Linked DNA regions of Oryctolagus cuniculus: region 2 is linked to region 1. A link is a contact called in public Hi-C data. All regions are on one chromosome and are shown on one strand. The core of a region is the stretch at or near the end of the contact, and the rest is flanking DNA. Distances in the headings are between cores, read along the strand shown.

Region 1 (3,160 bases), core at 587-3,086:
GTGTGGGGCAGGCCTTTGGCAGGGCAGTGAAGTCGCCGTGTGGGACCTCTGCGTCTCACATCGGAGGGCCTGGTCGGAGTCCCGGCTCCGCCTCCACGTCCCTGCGCATGCGCATCCTGGGAGGCAGCAGACTGGTCGAGTATTGGCTTCCTGGCACCCGTGCGGGAGACTTGGATGGAGCGCCCGGCTCCCGGCTCCCGGATGTGGCCTGGCTTGCCGCTGTGTGCATCTGGGAGTGACCCAGCCGGTGGAAGATTTCTCTCTCTCTCTTTTCTCTCTCTGTGTTTCAAATGAAATGAAAATAAATACATACACATACATTTTAATATAGAAATATAAACAGAATGCTTTCATGTGTGTTGACGAGTGACTGTATGAAAATTGTTCTATCTAATAGCGATCTGCATCACTTTTCCAGAGTTGATCTTTCGTTATTTCATTGCCTTTTACTCCATGAGCACAGTTATTTGATTTCCATGTTTGTTATCGGATAGAACAAATCGTCCAGAGGGGCAAGTAGTGCATCTGTGCACACACACGGCTCCAGTCCACCGAGGGCCTGGAGGTGCTTGCCTTTGAACAGGCGTCCTGTTCCGGGCATCAGAATGAGAGCCGTTTAACACACTGGTTCTCAGCGACTTCTGAGTACTACAATGGAAAGCAGGCGTGTCGGGATGCGTTGTTTGCTAGCTCTGTGTTCCATTGGGGAGAGGCCCCCACTTGGTAGTAATTGGCAGACGCTTGGTGAGGCCCGGCTGTGTGCATGCCCGCCCTTTACCCTGGCCTGGGGTGGGCCCGAGAAGGCCGCCCGAGAGGGAAGGGAGAGACGAGGTGCTGTGGTTAGGGTCCCTGCAGTTGTGACAGATCCCGCAGAGGCTGGCCTGGGCGGGGTCAGCAGACTGCCCCCGTCCTGGCAGACTTTCCCTGTTGATTCTGGAAGTCCCCCTCGAGAGCCCCTGGCTGGCTTGGGCGACAGATCGGTTTTCAGATGTGTGCTGCCCTAGTCCTTTGGTTCACTGTGATGTAACCCCATGACCCGAGCGGCATCGAAATGACAGAAGTGGGTTTCTCACCGTTCCCGGGGGCGGGGAAGGCTGGGAAGGAGGCAGATTCGGTGTCTGGTGAGGGCCCCCGTCCTCACATGGGAGACGGGGTGAACCAGCTCCCTGAGGCCTCCCTCTTTCATGGGGGCCTGAGGACCCCCCCTCAGGAGCTAACCCCTTCCCAAAGGCCACACCTCCTAATGCCATCACCTCGGTCCTGTGGATTTCAGCCTGCGAATTCAGGGCTCTGGCACCTGGCATGTGGCCACACGGTGTCCCCGCCTCCTCCGGCAACTCAGTCGCTGGGCAGTGAGTTTCACCTGCAGACGTGCGGAGAGCCTGCCCTGGCGTGAGGGGTGGACAGAGTTGCAGGCCTGGAAATGGCTGTCTCTGGGTACAGCCCGGCTCTGGTTTGGAAAGAGGGTAGAATGTGGACCAGAGGGGCTGGGAGCTTCCGGGAGAGACCCTGGGCTGCTGGGGGTGGGAGGGTCTCTGCAGAGAGGGTACACAGCTGCAGTGCCGAGACGCCTCAGGCACCCCGCCCACCCCGTACAAGGAGAGTCAGGTGACCTTTCCTGCTAATCACGAGGCCACATGCGGTGCCGATGGCTGGGAGCCGGCAGGACAGCATCTCAGTGAGACCTCAGCAGGGCCTCCCAGCTCGAATGTCCCTGTGCCGAGACTCTGGGGGGCGCCCTCCCCTCGCAGGGGACAGAGTAGGCTGAACCGTCATCCATGGCGCGTTCACTGTGGCTAAGACCCTGACCTCGGGAAAGGCACGCTTCCGCTTATTTTATCCCAACTCCTCAGGGAGCTGACAGGCACAGGGACTCTGCTGCCCCAGCCCCAGCGCGGGTTGGCCGGTCGCGCTGGCCGCTCAGCCGGCCACAGGGGGGCAGGGCAGCTCAGCAGCCTGGGCCGGCCGTCCATTTCAGGTCCTTTGTGCTTAAAAGCGCTCTGTCTCCTGGCTCCTACTTCATGTCCCTCAGAGCCCCATTTAGGTGCTGAGATGGGGCTGGCAGAGCCACGTGGTTCCAGTGTGAGGCTGGGTCGGTTGCTGCAATCGCTGGACGTGAGTGAGGACCTGAAGCTGCTTAGGGCAGAGGGGAACTGAGCCGCCCTGAGCCCAGAGCTGTGCTCACCGGAAGACGGGGACACAGCGACAGCGCTGGCTCTGTTTTGTTCTTTGGGATGAAAAGGAAAGTGCTGCCCACCCCCCTTGTTATTGTGTAGTGAAAGTCATTATTTTTTTATTATTTTTTTTATTTTTATTTTTTTGACAGGCAGAGTGGACAGTGAGAGAGAGAGAGACAGAGAGAAAGGTCTTCCTTTGCCGTTGGTTCACCCTCCAATGGCTGCCGCGGCCAGCGCGCTGCGGCCGGCGCACTGCGCTGATCCGGTGGCAGGAGCCAGGAGCCAGGTGCTTTTCCTGGTCTCCCATGGGGTGCAGGGCCCAAGCACCTGGGCCGTCCTCCACTGCACTCCCTGGCCACAGCAGAGAGCTGGCCTGGAAGAGGGGCAACCGGGACAGAATCCGGCGCCCCAACCGGGACTAGAACCCGGTGTGCCGGCGCTGCTAGGCGGAGGATTAGCCTAGTGAGCCGCGGTGCCGGCGTGAAATTCATTATTTAAAGCTGGCTCTTTACCTGTGCTCCACATGGGATTTTTTTGTTTTCGCTGTTTTAAGAATCCTGCTTTGTGGGCTGGTGCTGTGGCGTAGCGGGTAAAACCGCCGCCTGCGGTGCCGGCATCCCATATCAGTGCCAGTTCTAGTCCCGGCTGCTCCTCTTCCAGTCCGGCTCTCTGCTGTGGCCTGGGAAAGCAGTAGAGGATGGCCCAAGTCCTTGGGCCCCTGCACCCTCATGGGAGACCCAGAGGAAGCTCCTGGATCCTGGCTTTGGATCAGCGCAGCTCTACCATCTGGGTTTGAACCAGCAGATGGAAGACCTCTCTCCCTCTCTCTCTGCCTCTCCTTCTCTCGGTGTGTAACTTTGACTTTAAATAAATAAATAAATAAATAAATCTTTTTTTTATATAAAAAAGCTCTCTTTGATGCTCATCGTCACGTTTCACTGTGGCCTCAGCCATGTCGGGAAGCATTTGCTGACTTTGCTCTC
Region 2 (3,008 bases), core at 393-2,892, 180 kb after region 1:
TGTCCAGTTTCTGAAGCCAGTCATAGATAAGATGGTCCACGTGATGGTGTCCTAACTTCCTAAATAGCACTCTTACCCATCCCACTTCTGTCTTTGTCTGCTACTACCACCCTTTTCCAAGCCGCCACCATCTCTCGTGGGCTCACTCAGCCTCGTGCCTGGTCCCCGGGTCCCTTTCAGTGGGTTCTGCAGACTCTGTGACGTGCTCTGTGATGTTTCCTTGTCTTTGTTGCTTCCTAGTCTCAACCATCCTACACTTAGGATTTCATCCAACCTGCCACGTGCTTCCCTTCGTACTTCTCTGTATGTTTGTTTTAAATCATTGCATCAACGCCATGCTCCCCCACCCTCTCCCCCACCCCAAATTCAGCACAGTCTTCTGGTATGATTTTCTGTTTCCTGTTTAAAGTTCTGCCTTTAGCATTTCTTCCTCAGAGTGGCCTACTCTGACCCCACTGTATGCAGTGCCCTGTACAAGGGGTCTTCAGAAGGTTCGTGGAAAATGTATATTATGAGAAATCTATTCATGGATTTAAATTTTTTTATGTGTGAAAATAAACTTACCTTGTAATTCTATTTCAGCGAACCTTTTGAGGCATGCTCATATTTCCACTGTCTGAACTGCTTGTCACATTTGTGATTGCCATAGTAACGCCTTTTTCTTTACTGACAAGGCAGGTTGCCAGGCTTACAGGGACTGTTTGTCATTTTCTACTTTATGTGTAGTGCCTGGCATAGTTACGTTCCCCAGGAAATATTTGGGATAAATGACCAGAATAATCTGTAAGTAATATTTAATGGTCGTTTATAAGTTTTTTTTTTTTTTTTTTTTTTGGACAGGCAGAGGCAGAGTGGAAAGTGAGAGAGAGAGAGACAGAGAGAAAGGTCTTCCTTTGCCGTTGGTTCACCCTCCAATGGCCGCCGCGGCCAGCTCACTGCGGCCGGCACACCGCGCTGATCCGATGGCAGGAGCCAGGAGCCAGGTGCTTTCCCTGGTCTCCCATGGGGTGCAGGGCCCAAGCACCTGGGCCATCCTCCACTGCACTCCCTGGCCACAGCAGAGAGCTGGCCTGGAAGAGGGGCAACTGGGACAGAATCCGGCGCCCCAACCGGGACTAGAACCCAGTGTGCCGGCACCGCAAGGTGGAGGATTAGCCTAGTGAGCCGCGGTGCCAGCTATAAGTTTTTAACCTTGAATAAGATAAGCCTTAACCGCTGCTCTGTCCCTGTGTGAAGTAATGGCCATTTCCAAAGCACATATAGCTATTTGCCTAATTCCTTGCCTGCATCTTGTAAACAGTAATTCCTCCCCACCCCCACTGTCTTCCTGCTTATACTCACTCTCGGTATATTTATCTTAAGTTAAACTTTAACTGTGGTGTAACTTTTAAGGCACTTGAGTGGCAGGTCTGCTAATCTATCCCCTATTAAAAGCACTGTTCTGTCCTGGTGTTTATGTGTTGAATCTAGTAAGTCTCAGAGTCGTCTTTCTCTCCTCGCACAGTCAAGGACAGTCCTTTTCCTAGTGACCTTATACTGATAGTTGTGTTGTAAAAAGATTTTTTATAGAGATGTTGGCAGAACCTATTCTGGTTCTCTGGACTCTCCCGGTGACGTCTTCAACTTTGTACCACTCCCTGGCCCACAGAGTTACTGCTGCCTCATTGCTGTGCGCTGCACTGTTTGTATAGAGGAAGGACTTGGCACGCGGTCTCCTGCTCACGTCTGCCTGGTGGATGTCAGCCTGTGGGCTCATACAAAGTAGTGGACACTGCGTCTCTGACTAGGGCTCCAGAACCAGATGTGTGCAGGATCAGAAATACTCCTCCAGGAGCTTGGAAGAACAGAAGTGACTATCAATAATCGTCATCCATAGAATGGTCAGACTCCCCCAGAGTGTCCGGCCTCAACCAGCTTGCTTTTTAGAGTCATATTCATTCTGAGAAACTCGTGGTCAAAAAATGATGTTCTCTTCTGGCCTTTCTTCCTTTCAGCACAAAAATATTTTGTTTGTAGCGCACACTTCCACTTTGATCTCAGGATGACATTGCAGACTTTCTGATGATTAGATAGAATGTCATAATTGCAGAGTGGGCAAGAATAATTTCTGATGATTCATTGTATTTTAAAATTCTTGTGTGTGGATTAATAGTCTTATGCCTTTAAAACTCTGTCTTGGGATTTTACAATAAAGATGTTTAAATATATTTATTTCAGAATATGGTCTTCGATTGGCCAGCCACATATTTGTAAAGGAAATTTCACAAGATAGTTTGGCAGCAAGAGATGGCAACATTCAAGAAGGTGATGTTGTATTGAAGGTATAGTCATATTGTTTCATCCTAATGACCCCAACCAGAAAGCAGGTGCCAGAGTTACCATAGCGCTGCTGGTGTCCGAAGCTGTTTCACCCCCGAGAATTCAAAGTCAGTGTCTGAGGACCAGGGACCCAGCACGCCTCTGAGCATGCCTCTGAGGCTTTGGGTATGAGATCATCCTGGAAGAATTAATTGCTACAGATGTGTATCATTCAGCAGCAGAAATGACTTTGTAGGTAGACAAGTCTGCTCTTACACATTAAGTGGTTTTGACTGTTGCTGCGGAAAATATAGAAATGTTTGTTTTATTGGTTTGCTTATGAGTTATAGAACAGAACAGGATTTTGGGAGGGGCCAAGGGATGCTAATTTGGCTTTTTCTAACAGCAACAGTGTTGTAAAGATGTGATAGTTTGAGGAAGATGGAATGCTGAAATAATTCAGAAAAGTATAAAGGGGATACTTTGATTCTTTTTTTTTTTTTTTTTTTGACAGGCAGAGTGGACAGAGAGAGAGAGAGAGAAAGGTCTTCCTTTGCCATTGGTTCACCCTCCAATGGCCACCGCAGCCAGCGCGCTGCGACCGGCACACCGCGCTGATCCGATGGCAGGAGCCAGGTGCTTCTCCTGGTCTCCCATGGGGTGCAGGGCCCAAGCACCTGGGCCATCCTCCACTGCACTCCCTGGCCACA

What was found. Hi-C and Micro-C count contacts between places; a contact is called where the count stands out from the background.
Region 2: a Hi-C map of psoas muscle shows a contact between it and region 1, with 5 times the contacts expected there. The contact joins two enhancer-like sites. A contact is called at or near these places in 3 of 6 Hi-C or Micro-C datasets (ear pinna, psoas muscle and an unstated tissue).

The regions. Positions count from the first base shown.
Region 1 is chr12:10,952,740-10,955,899 of mOryCun1.1, forward strand. All of the region lies in intron 2 of TJP1 (tight junction protein 1), which reads left to right. Among named protein-coding and RNA genes, the nearest start is that of TJP1, 35 kb to the left of the region's middle. Within about 2 kb of position 1,837, at least 1 of the 8 cell types and tissues checked has an H3K27ac peak or open chromatin away from gene starts, as enhancers often do.
Region 2 is chr12:11,133,864-11,136,871 of mOryCun1.1, forward strand. It overlaps TJP1 (tight junction protein 1), which reads left to right. Exons shown (of 28, transcript XM_070053525.1): 7 at 2,218-2,321. Among named protein-coding and RNA genes, the nearest start is that of ENTREP2, 140 kb to the right of the region's middle. Within about 2 kb of position 1,643, at least 1 of the 8 cell types and tissues checked has an H3K27ac peak or open chromatin away from gene starts, as enhancers often do.